Linked DNA regions of Gasterosteus aculeatus: region 2 is linked to region 1. A link is a contact called in public Hi-C data. All regions are on one chromosome and are shown on one strand. The core of a region is the stretch at or near the end of the contact, and the rest is flanking DNA. Distances in the headings are between cores, read along the strand shown. Region 1 has its middle 6.1 kb from the start of LOC144384602. Region 2 holds the start of hoxb4a (homeobox B4a).

Region 1 (6,585 bases), core at 2,281-4,780:
GGTGTTTGGTCCTTTTTGTTTCCAAACACACAGACACACACACACACGCACACACACACTGTGAACACTGTGTGAACCCCTGACTGAACTTGAACTGGTAACTGGGTCATCAAGAGGGCAATAGGGGTCAGTCACACACACAACATGTTGCCATCGTTACTCAAACATACATGTCGATGTGAGGAAGTGAAAACCGTGTAGCACAAAGAGAAGGCCATTGCATCCACGGTGACGAGTTTGAATTTGGAATTTAAAATCAATGGGGTTGTTTTTCATCGGAGAGGAATTTTAAAAGTAGTATCATAATTTCTACTGCAAATGCACAGTTAAAATAATACAGGTGATACAGAAAATAAAGAACGACATCCCACCTCAGTATTTTCTAGATGGTAACAATCCACTGGAAGAAACGCTTCAAGTCGTTGTCAGTTTGTCCGCTGCCTTTTGAGATGTCACTTCTCAATCTACCCTTCATCTAGTCTCTAAATGTTTCTGGAATGAAATATCAGCCTTACTGATGCAATAAACTGTTAATTTACCTACATACTCGAAGCGTGATTCAATGGCACTTCTTCAAACTGTTTCCCTTGTTGAAGCCACAATTTGGTCAATTTATTTTACATTGATCTTTTTTTTCCTCTTTTCCTGCTTTTCTAATATTTTCTAATATTCTTTGTCTCTATCTCTCTCTCTCTCTCTCTCTCTCGCTCTCTCTCTCTCTCTCTCTCTCTCTCTCTCTCTCTCTCTTTCACCCTCAGACACACAAAGCATTCATTTTTCTCCCTCCTCTAAATAGGAAGTGATCCGTCATTGGTTGAGGGGAAGAGACGGTGAACTCACTACAAACTCCAACCTCCCTGTGACCTTTGAAAGAAGAGGAGGGGAGAATGATGGAGCGGGAAAGGCAGAAGAGGTGAAGGGATGGTGGGACATACAGGGTGGAGGACAAGGCCAACAGGGGAAGAGAATATAGAAAAAGAGAGGAAAAAGCACAAGCTAACGATGAGAGTTGAGGAAGAAACAAAATGTATAGAAGAAGACCACGGTAAAGAAAACAGGTACGAAGGGGGGCAAAAAAAGAACAACGGTGATATTTGGGAACGGACGAAGCATCGGTCATGACAACCAGCACCAGGGGGCAGTGTTGGGATGAGGTAGGCTGCTCCCTGGGAGAAAAGGCGGGTGCGGTGGGGGTGGCACTGAGAATTACCCTTCCTTTCTGAATGACGTATAAAAAAAAGAAAATTAAGGGGTCAGCTTGTTTGGCGCTTTACGCAGCAACCGGTTTTGGCCAGGGTAGGGGCAATACGTGTTGATGTTGTTGCGACACACACACACACACATCCATGCATGTATTGGCGGCATCTGATCCTGTCTAACAGCCTATTAGCTGATACGTATAAACACACTCATACCCCATTTATGTGCAGCTATACAAATACACTGAACCGTGGCCACGCACGCAGACACACATTCATCAAAATAAACTCTTTGTGTGTGTGTGCGTGTATATGTTATAGAGGGGGAGTAAGTGAATGGTTTATCTTTTTCATATTACATTATATTACATGTCATTTAGCTGATGCTTTTTAATAAGTGCATTCAACCATAAGGATCCAAACTCCGAACAGCAAGAAACAAGAAAGTACAATTTCGTATGTGTTGCATATCGTCGCATATGAAAGAAAACATTGGATGGTGTTTGATAAAGGGCTTTTCATCTCACTCTGATGTCATCACAGGGCAGGGGGCGGTCATGACACAGTCACGGGGGAGTCACAGCAAGGTCACACAAGTCAGAGACACACGCTGAGGTTACAGTTGCTGTATATGGTGATTCCAGCAGTTTTTTTGGAGAAAAAGGGAAGCGTTTCATTCATTGTCCCCTCAGATTCTGTGACGGGTTGTTATAGTCTCATTTAAGGGGAGTGTGGAAGAGTGGAGACAGATGGCAGCAGGATAACTGTGTCATCGATCAGGTGGATACTATCTTTAAATATTCTGGAAGCACCCCACCTCACCAAAAAACTGAAAAGTTTATTGCTATTCCAAAAATGTTCTAGGCGGTTTTAATCACTGCAGAGCTTTCATTCTCAGGGGAACATATGAACACATGTCCTATGCTTTCCCCATTTCACCATAACTCTTTATGCACACAGTAAACTTGTTAATAGTTATATTAACAACAAAGACGTCTCAGAAGGACCATAATGCCCTGAGTGCGGACAGTAAAAGGTCAAAGGTGACCAGTAAAAAGGTCAAAGGTCACTGCAAGCAACCCGTTGATTGATTGACGTAGATAATCAAAAGAAGAAAAAGGAACAAGTAGAAGTAACATTTCCGTTGAATTGAATTCTGTTCTATTTTGTGTAGACCCACAGCTGGTGGAGCTTGGGCTGATTTTGCGCATCCTCACTCCCTGGGGAGAATTAGGAGGAAAAGGTGGGGCCTAGGAGGAGTTGTTCAGGGGTTTCATGGAGAGATCATGGCAAGATCAATGAGAGGTCGTGGCAGGGTCATAGAGAGTTCACACTGAAGTTTCAGCCAATCGTATATCAGGTTGAGACCGAAAGAGTCTGGCGATTTCGATCAAGATGTTTTACTCATCTATATGCAGAAAGACTTCTCTGACTTGCTGTATAACCAAGGCAGCAAGAGTGGAGCAGTATTTGGTAAAGCATCAACACCTCAAGATGGCCAACACAGCAAATCAGGGCCTTTCGTCGGCCATTATACCGCATATTGCGACCATTTAAAAGCACAACTCAATGGACTCCTTCTCTCTATCATGGATCAGGCAAAGTCAGAACAGCGAAAACAAAAATTCAGTGACAACGAAGTTGATGTGTTATTTGGGCATCAGTGGAGGGGAAATGTATGTATTGACTAGTGCTATGTAGCAAACCGTTAAGTACTTGTTCTGTGAAACAGCTGAGTGCAGACTGCGACATTTCCACTGCTGATGCTATGACTGTTTGAAATTATCCTGATGCCCATAATTGTAATGTAGCAAGGAATTTAACAACTGCTGGAATGGAATGTGAATGCTGAGTCGGAGATGCAATATCACCTTTTGATTTCTTATAGTAACTGTAACATTGCATGGCTGCTTAATCTGAAACGCGTAACGCACATTTGGCACATGAAAGTGATAGAGCAGCTCAAGTCACTCCAGTTACTCCAACATTCTACATGACACCTCTTTGACTCTACATTAAACAAAAAATCTGTCCTGTTTTGCTCAAATACTGGTAATTGAAATTAAATGTATTTTATTTATGCACAGAGGTTTCCAGCGTAAAAGAAGCGCTGAGTCAGACTGAGTGAGATGCAAAGAGAGCGGAAGGGAAGGGGTGCAGGTGACCGGCCAGGCCTAAAACAAAAGTAGTGGGAAAATGAAGGAGAGGAGGAGGAGTAGGTAAACATATGGTCTCATTCACCTGTCAAACACAAACTCACACACACACACTCTCCTTCATGGTTAAGTTAACAGCACCACACCCAATTCTTAAGCGGTGAGTCATGAACACATGAACACCTCTACCTCGGAATAACCAGACCTCAGCAGAGGAGTGCCTGGGGAACTACCGTAACCGTGACGACGGCACTCCGAACTCTGGCAAACAAATTCTGTCCTTGAATAAACCTGCCATAACCTTGCAGGTCAATGTGAAACAAATACAGCCTACATACACCCATCAGGTGTTCCATCCAAGTCTCCTCCCCATCCCTGATTGGCTGCATGGAAGAAAGAGACCGGGGAAACGTCTATGTGCTGCACATAAGTTCCTGTGGTCGAGCTGAGGGGGGTGTTTGTGCCTGTCTGTGCATGTGAGTGAGTGTGTGTGTTGTATGTGTGAAAACATTACTCTTTCCATTGCCACTCGTGGGATTTTGGGTGTAATCCATCCATCTCATTTTTCTGTCTCAAGTTTGAGAGAGAGACGATCAAGATTGTATTTATGTTCAGACACATACATACACACACGCACACACACACACACACATACACACACACGCGCACACCCCCAGCCAGCCAGCCACAGGGGGCAGTGTGGTCCACCAGCATCAGTGATATCAGTGATGATGACAGCCCTTTAGCAGGAAAATGACACATGTAAAAGGAAAGAATCATATTTCTGCTCTACAAAAGTCTTATCAAGTCAGCGTCTGTTCTCTTGTGAAATACAGTATGTTTTTTCAGCCTCTAAGTTTGAACCTCTTATCCGATATTACAACTCTGAAGGAGAAAATCAGGTTGTTGATACACAAGCACTGTGCACTTATCCAAAGCAACATACAGACGTTGATGATGATGCTGAAGGAAACATCTGTATGAGACATGCTTTAAACTACCGTCAGACCCTCCAAATGCGTTTTGTATGCTAATAATCATAAAGTAATGTGCACAAACACGGTGCTTTTAAAATATGAGAAGTATGCATGACATCACGTGTGCGGTTACAGTACTGCATTATAGAATTAGGATGAGTACTTTCTGTACTGAAAATATATTTTTTAATACACGCTTATCAAAAAAGTAGTAGTGGAAGTAGTATTTTTGATGTAAAATAATAAAAAAATAAATCAGACCTTATTCCCACATATATACTCCAACATATCGACACACACATTCTTTAAATGTTGCTGTTTGTAAAGTATTTTAATTGATATCTGTCGTATCTTGTAAGAACTATTTTGGCTAATCATATTTTATATTCATTTAATTATCTATGACGTTAGTGTATTGATACTATTTAGGTGGGGGGTTCAAATAAGGAAAGTCGTCTTTCTGCCTCTTCCTGCAATTAGAATTTATTTTACAATGTCTACGTTTTTTAATTATTATTACATTGTGCAAATGAATAAAACTGTCCAAAGGCTTGAAGCATTTTCACTGAAAACAGAGCGTTTTTTAGAAAATACATTCATTATCTATAAGGAGCATATAATAAGTAGTTTGTGTATCATGCCCTAATACAGAAAAATGTACCAATTTATGGTTGAAGCCATCGTTCTAATACAATGCGCTGTCATAGAATATGATGCCATAAGAAGTCATATAAAGAAGACTTCAAGGACTGCCTTTTTTTATCTACGTAATATATCAAAAATCAGGAACTTCCTGTCTCAAAGTGATGCTTAGTTCATGCGTTTGTTACTTCTAGACTGGATTACTGTAATTCTTTGTTATCAGACTGCCTTTGTAAATCTCTTAAGCAACTCCAGTTGATTCAGAATGCTGCAGCACGTGTATTAACAAGAACTAAGAAAAGGGATACTCCTGCATTAACTTCTCTGCAATGGCTTCCTGTTAAATCAAGAATAGAATTTAGGGTACTTCTCCTCACCTACAAGGCACTTGCTGGTGAGGCACCGTCTTATCTTAAAGAGCTTTAAAGAGCAATAACACCGTATTGCCCTACAAGACAGCTGCGCTCCATAGATGCTGGGTTACTTGTTGTTCCTAGGGTTTTAAAAAGTAGGATGGGAGCCAGAGCATTCAGATATCAAGCTCCTCTTTTGTGGAACCAGCTTCCACTTTCAGTCCAGGGGGCAGATTTGGTCAGCTATTTTAAGGTAAAACTTAAAACTTTCCTCATTGATTTTGCTTATAGTTAGGGCTGGCTCAGGTTAGCCCGGACCAGTTAGTTATATAGCAGCTCAGCTAAGTTAAGCTGCTATAGGCTTAGACTGCCGGGGGAATTTTTTTTTGTGTTTTCTCCCCTAGCAGGTCTTCGTAGATCGTAGTTCCTTCTGGACTCTGGTCATGACACCTGCCGTGGCCCTGCTGACACCTGCTGCTGCCATCCTCATCATCATTATTTTAAATTTAAATTATATTACTGTCATCATAAACCAACATTACCTTCTCCTAAAGTCTTTGTGCTTTCCCTCCCCACAGTCTTCTGTGGATGGTGTTTCTATCTGATGGTGGTTAACCTTGCAGTGGTCCTGCCGTCCGGAGATGTTACTCACACGTGGAGGCAAATCAGGACACGGCTGAAAACAGAGCCGCCGACTAAACGTGAGACTCTTTCTCCAAACAATAGTCACCAGTCTACACACACTGTGGTTGACGTGGTGCAGGGGTAGAGAGGGTGCGCTGGGAAACGCAAGGTTGGTGGTTTGAGCCACGGCTGCTTCATGTCCTATGTCCCATGTTGAAGTGTACCTGAGCAAGACACCTAACCCCTAATTGCTCCCTGGGAAAAAAATGTAAAAAAAGCCATGGGTTAAAGATGTAATGTAAGTTGCTTTGGATAAAAGCGTCAGCTAAATGACCTGTAATGTAAAACAAAGTCATCTTAATGCTCTCCACAAGGCTGGCATGGCTGCTGAGAGGATGTGTTGATATGGACGACAGGTCAGAGTTTGTGAGCATGTGATGTTGCCATGACACCTAGGTTGTGATATAGTCAGGGGGAAGGTCTTCTCTCTCTCATTTGCTGTCCTCAGTGTTTGGTCCTGGTTACAGCGTTACCGAAGAAGCAACATCTTACGACTCGTCGCTGACGCTTTGACTTTGTACGCTGCCAGTACATACACACGCACAAATCTGTAAGTCTTAGTCAAACACACTAA
Region 2 (6,585 bases), core at 2,210-4,709, 110 kb after region 1:
GCTGATGGAATACAAAATGGCTGTAGCCCTGCACACCCTCAAATTACTCCCATCCCTCCCAACAAATCCGTTTGGCGGCGCTCACAAGCGCAGCTGTAACAGCGGAACCCGTTTGTCTGACACTATAGGGTTTACGTTTTAAGTGCGCGCGCACGTTGTCAGGTGTCACTGCAGACCTTCAGCGGCGTGGATCCTCTCATCCAGCCTGAAGCCGGTGTCCAGATGTTATAATTTAAGAGCGATATCTGGGTTTGTCTCTTTTTTTTTTAAAGCAAAAACCTTCCACTTGGCTGAACGTTTCTATTCCCCAGTTCGGATGCTCAAATGCCCGGAAAAAAATGGCTACGATGCCTGTCTGCCTCATATAAACTGATTGAGAATAAAGGTAGTGGGGCAGCTGTTGGTGAAGGGGACACGGGGGGGCGGGTGGGGCGGTGGTGGAGAAGCTACATAACGAAACCGAATGGCCGAGTGGGTGATGACTTAAGAAATACCAAAACTTAGATGCGATCCAACATCTGTTTGTTCACAGCTAAAATAAACGGCGCAGTAAACATATCACGGTGACTCTACAAAAGTCGCATTGGGTGTAGTGTTGTTGTTGTTGTTGTTGTTGGTGTTAAATTGTCGTGCTGGCGAACTCCAGACGTCCCAACGCGCATATGCAGCAAGTCTATTAGGAGGTTACAGCGAGGAGCCGTAATAGACTGGCGCTATTCGCTTTTACATTAGCGTATTTATGGACGGCTCTATAAACATGAATATTTCAGCTGCCATAAAACTTCCCCTCTCCTGGAACAACGAGGAGGGAAGAAAGGCTCGACAGAGTAAAGCACACCGTTTATACAAGCCAACCACTTAAAATCAAATTACCAAAGCATAAACGCTAACTTAAGGGCTCTGTCTGAGTTGTCATAAGGCGGAGGAATTAGAGACGACCAGACGGGGATCGGACTTCAAAAAGCACGTCGGCGGAGAAGCGTAATAAAAATTTATGGAGGGTGTAATTATATTGGCCCTGCAAACAGACGATCGTAAATCTTGACCCAAGGGCTACTCTCTTTTTACTTGTAGCGGAAAACGGGGAGGGGATGCCGGAGACCCAAGACGCGAGACACCTCGCGGACTGCATGGCGGGCACAAAGGCGCAGCGAGAGAGAGGGAGGGGAGAGGGAGGAAGAAGTTGGCATGTAGCACTCACCGATGTTTACATGGACTTTTTTCATCCACGGATAGACGACGGGGTTCTTGGCGCTCGTCGGGGACGACGTGTCGTGGCCGTGGGGCGTTTGGCCGATAGTGGCGGCGGGCGGCGGCGGGCTGGGCGTCACCGAGTTGCAGCGGTGGTTCAGCTCGGGGACGGCGGACGTCTGCAGCCCGGCCGCGGGGAGGACGTGACCCCGCGGGGACATCACCACCGAAGCGGGCTGCCCCGGACGCTGGCACGGCGTGTACGGTGGTTCTCCGTGCTGCTGGGGGTGGTTCTGGTGCCGCGGGTGGTGCTGGTGGTGGTAGAGGGAGTCCGGTTGAAAGGCGGCGGCAGCCTCCTGCCTTTGGGAGCTGTAGTAGTCCGGAGAGTGGCTGGGCAGATAGTCGCTCTGTGAATACTCCTCGCACGGGGGAAACTTCGGGTCCACATAGTTGGAGTTGATCAAATAGGAGCTCATGGCAATTAATGTCAGTATTTTTGTGGAATTGCACCTACTCGGAAAATATATAACTACAATTTATATCTCATCCCTTTTCTCTTCGGTTATTCATGTTCCGTTGAACCCTCCTACTTTTCTGTCAAGTGAACAAAGTTAGTAAACCACGTGAGAGTGGCCGGCCAATGGTGCGCCTCAAGGATGAACCCCGGATAAGGAAATGGGATTAAGCATATACACGGACTCTGCACGCGCATCATCATATGGCCTACGTTTGCGGGCATTCATAGCCTCCCTGACATCGTCCCCTCTGCGCCCCCCCCCGCGTTCCCCTCCACCACATGTCAGCGCGCATGCCGCTCTAAAGCAACTAGAGGATCACAACAACCACAGAAGCGCGTCCGACGTGCCGAAAACACATTCTTGCTCGAGCTGGAAACCACACAGAAGCGCGTGCGTCTCTACGCCCAATAAGAGTACAGTACAGATGACAAGTCATGAACCCATTCCCCCTGTTACGCGTCCGGCTGGGACTCCAAAAGGAGAGAAGAAAGAAGCCGCGGAAAGTGCTCGGGGGGATATAACGTGTTGCCTGCACTACCCTTGGAGTAAAATGTATGTGTGTGTGTTTGTAGACGTTCTTCTTCTTCTTTTAAATCGCTAATAAAGCGGAGAGGGGGGGTGGGGGGGCGTGGGTGCTTCGCCGCCACCCAGCACTGCGTCAGATAAATCTCGCTTGTTTAGGATCGATTAAAAATGCATCAACTAATTCAGGTTACACGGGCCTACTAAATCTCACGGAGACCTTTGCTTGATGAGAGCAAGACAGCCCAGCACGGGCTGGCTCTGTGCTTCCATTGTGTCCCCCCTCATCCCTCAGCACCCAGTGCGCCCTTTGCCTGGCATGAACGGCCAGGTATGCTGCAGGGGGAGTCATCTCCTCAACCGTCACGAGCTCCTACTAGCTGACTTTTATAGCCTTGCCCCCCACCCTCCCCCCTTAAACTCTAATACACGTCTGTATAGCGCCGACATGCAGACCACTTTCTCATTGCCACGAATAGACTCAATGAACACAATGAAACTTGAACCTGCACTGCGCAAAGCGAGGGCGCTCGGAAATTCCAACATTTCCCAGCATTATGTAACACGTTTTACAGAGAAACTTTTAGCACGCGTCCAAGATCTTATATAATCCGACACAGACGCATAAAATGTGAAGAAAAATATGTGTTCTTTGTATTAAAAAGGACACTGTCTATGGGGTTATCAGTGGGACTGAAGGTGCACACACACACACACACACACACACACACACACACACACACACACACACACACACACACACAGGCAAAATGATGGAGATATCTAAGTCCTTTGTTTGGAGAAAAGTGACCGTCTCTAAATCGAAATCTTACCCCCTCCCTCTCACACCAACCCCCTTTTTATAAAGCGGACAATCATTTTTCACCTGGACAAATAATGAATACAAAAGAGTTCAATTCAACCTGAAAGCGGCATTTAAAACTGAAAAAAAACACACGATCGAAATATATAAAGATATAGATGTCTCGATTGAGTGTACATTAAAGTGGAGGCGATCACCGTGTCAAAATAAACCAGTAATGGAGGCCTGAAATGAATTCATTCGTGCAGGTCACAAATTCGTGAAAAATACGTTTTTATGAACCTGTACAGTTCCACTTTTGAAAGCTTCACGTGTAGAGAAGCGATCCATCCGGCGCTACAACCGCTCAAAGGCTGCTCCTCCCGGCGTTGGATCCATCGCTGCCGACGTGTATAAATCCACTATATACTCCCCTAGAAGCGAATTTGTGATTATTTTAATGATTTCTACACAAATCCGGATCTACAGGGTAGATATAGAAGACAGCGCCTCTCTGGAGGCACGAGGGTTACACCGTGGATGGACTTTTATTGCTTTCATAAAAATCCCCCTGCCAAAGCCACTGGAATATTTCCATCCACCTCTACTGTTCCCGACTCCCGCTGACCCTCTTGCCGCTGGTGGGGATCTATACAATCATGTTATAATGTTGTAACACTTCTCGGGAGTCAAGACGGTGACGAGGAACTGACTGGCAAATAAAATAAGATATGGGAAATAAAATACATTTGTAGGAACATGCTCCTTGTTCTCATATAATACGCATTGGTAATATTTTTTAGCTGTTATAATAACGAAAACAATAAAAATGTATATGGTAAATGCCAAAGGAATGAAACATCATGTTTCTAGGCTTCATAACAACAAGCATTTCATTTTCTTTAATCAATTTGAATATTTATTTGCCCAATTAAGTCGTTCGTTCCTCCGTTTTTCACCCAGAATCAAAATATCCCTTTAACTTTACATCCAACCACATAGAGAGTTGTAAACAAACAGAAGAGGAAAAAAAGAAAAGAACATCTTGGCAGCTCCAACGGTGCAGCGCTCTAACCGAATGGATACGATTTGATTTAATGAAAGAAAGACAAAGACAGATCGTTTGGAACACTGTTCTATCAAAAATGGTTCTGACTGATTCAACTGGAAAATGGATGGACCAATGAATACATGAATAAATGTTCCTTCACTACGCAGAATGAAGAACGGTCCATCCTCGAACCTCTTATAAAGTAATAAAAAGGAGGGCCGATATTAAAATGTAAGTATATGCAAGTTTAATTTAAATGTGTGTTCATGTAATTGCAAATGTAATATATGTATTGTATACATATATGAAAATGTATATTTATTTATTTTAGAAAACCTTTAAAAATGTTCATTTATTTATTTCCTTTATTATTATTTTACATTATTTTTGTGGCCTTTCCATCATACTGATATTCAATTCAATTAATTAAATTTTGTAAAGCCCAAAATCGCCAATTACAAATTTGGCTCAGAGGGCTTTACAGTCTGTACACATCCATCCTGTGTCCTGAAACCCTCACATCGGCAGAGGAAAAACTCCCCAAAAAAATGAAAAGCCTTTCATGGGGAAAAACGGGAAGAAACCTTAGGGAGAACGTCAGAGGAGAAATCCCCCTCCCGGTATGGACAGACTACAACGGATGTTATGTGTGCAGAATGAACAATGCAAAATGTACAATACTATCAATTCCCATGACAGAAATTATATGCTGTGTGTGGATTTGTGCTTTCCTGTTGCATTTTGAATGCTATATTTTCCACTATGCATCTCACACATTAATTCTGTGACACCGGCTTTTTTCTCTTGTTCAGTGTTTTGTTTTTTCGAGCGCCTATTCAATCCAGAGTCTCGTCTCAATTTCGTTGTGATTTCTCCCAGGTGTGGGCGTGTTTCTGTCACCTTGACCTCCCAATTTCTTTCTTTTTCCTTTTTTTTTTGTTGCCAACGGGGCATCTCAGGTATCGATCAAGTTGTGTTAAGTCAGACTGTGGCACTTCCCGGCCCTCTGTCAAGTTTGTCAGCAGTAAGCATTCATGGGGAGGCCCCATTGTTTCCTGCTGCAGGTAGAGGTCAAAGCGCTGCCAGGAGACCCCCTTCTCTCACACACACACACACACACACACACACACACACACACACACACACACACACACACACGCGCGCGCGCGCACACACAACACTCAACGAAAGACGATTTGAAAGATACGGGAGTAACTGGTTTCCCCACCACACGCACAGACACAGTGCAACATGTGACATGGAATGAAACAAGGTGCTCTGATACCGCTAAATACAACTGTTTGCGTTTAAATAAGTAACACATGATGGTTCATTCAAGTGAATTAAAACAGCACTATTCTGCTGGCCTTAGTATCATTAAGAATTAGAAAGCGCAGTACACACACCCAAGGCAGAATAACTGGGGTGAGCTTCGAGAGCACAAAATAAAAATGCGATAGTTGACATTTTAGAGTGGGGTTGGGGGTGATTTAAGAAGAGTAATAGTAAAATATCAGTTCTGTTTCCAGCGCAAACATCAGCAATCTCAAACTGAAAGGGGGGGGGGGGAATCAATGTTCAGGGGGTGAGCCGCTGTGAATAAATAACTTCACAGTCACACTCACAATTTACGACCGTATAACAAGTTCGTCCCATCAACAGCTCGCTAACACACTCAGCCAAATCCCAGGCTGTAGAAATAAACCACCGAGCCGCCGCTTTCTGCGTTTACTTCTTCTGCTATAATTGTACTCGGCCCCTGGGTGGATTTACGGTAACTACTGAGGTAAAATTCCGTTCTGTATTTGGCCCTTGTTCTTTTCATAAAGAAATGGTAAATAGTAAGGACTCAATCCGGTAAAAGCTTGTTCCTCAGCTGAAATATCGTCGTTTCCTGCAGCCTTTAAAGAAGCCGTGTGTTTTTTGTATAATTATATTCCAACGGCGGGCCTTAAATGGAACTTGTAGAAGGGTTAAACTGCCATTATTTGCAGGGACCCACATGTCAATGTTCTGAAATATTACCGAAGTGAAAAAGCTGCAAGGCCAACAAAGAAGAAGAGAAATGCGGTTTTGCCCTTTTGTGCAGTTTGAAAAATAAATCGAGGACCATTTTCTTGGTTATTGTCATGCAAAGTCTATCAGACAGGGGAGAAATAATGAACCGGTCTTTCCCTCAATATGGCAGACTCAGTTTAGTAAAGTAAAATAAACTTGATAGAAATAGGCCTATAGTCTGAATGAGATCGGCCAAGCATTTAAAAACAAATTAAATTGGAATAAAAAAAGGATTAGTTGTCCTACAACGTTAATACGGTTACACATACAAACACGGCCTTTATATATTTCAGAATGAATACATTCACAATCCCGCAAACTGCGCTGCTACAACATCAACAGATAATGCCGCTGGTTCCTTTTCCTTAATAAAATCGAAAATAACTCCATTGTGCCGCTGACATCTTCAAAACGTCCTAACGCATTTATTACAGTGCAACTAT

The links. A called contact is a pair of places that touch in the nucleus more often than the background predicts.
Region 2: a contact with region 1 is called in a Hi-C map of skeletal muscle, with 3 times the contacts expected there. The contact joins the promoter of hoxb4a here to the enhancer-like site in region 1. A contact is called at or near these places in 2 of 6 Hi-C or Micro-C datasets (both in skeletal muscle).

The regions. Positions count from the first base shown.
Region 1 is chr11:2,757,166-2,763,750 of fGasAcu3.hap1.1, forward strand. No RefSeq gene overlaps it. Among protein-coding and RNA genes, the nearest start is that of LOC144384602, 6.1 kb to the right of the region's middle. Within about 2 kb of position 3,531, at least 5 of the 9 cell types and tissues checked have open chromatin away from gene starts, as enhancers often do.
Region 2 is chr11:2,867,604-2,874,188 of fGasAcu3.hap1.1, forward strand. hoxb4a (homeobox B4a) reads right to left here and starts at 3,460. Exons shown (of 2, transcript XM_040190253.2): 1 at 1,202-3,460. The coding sequence starts at 1,667. All of the region lies in intron 2 of hoxb3a (homeobox B3a), which reads right to left.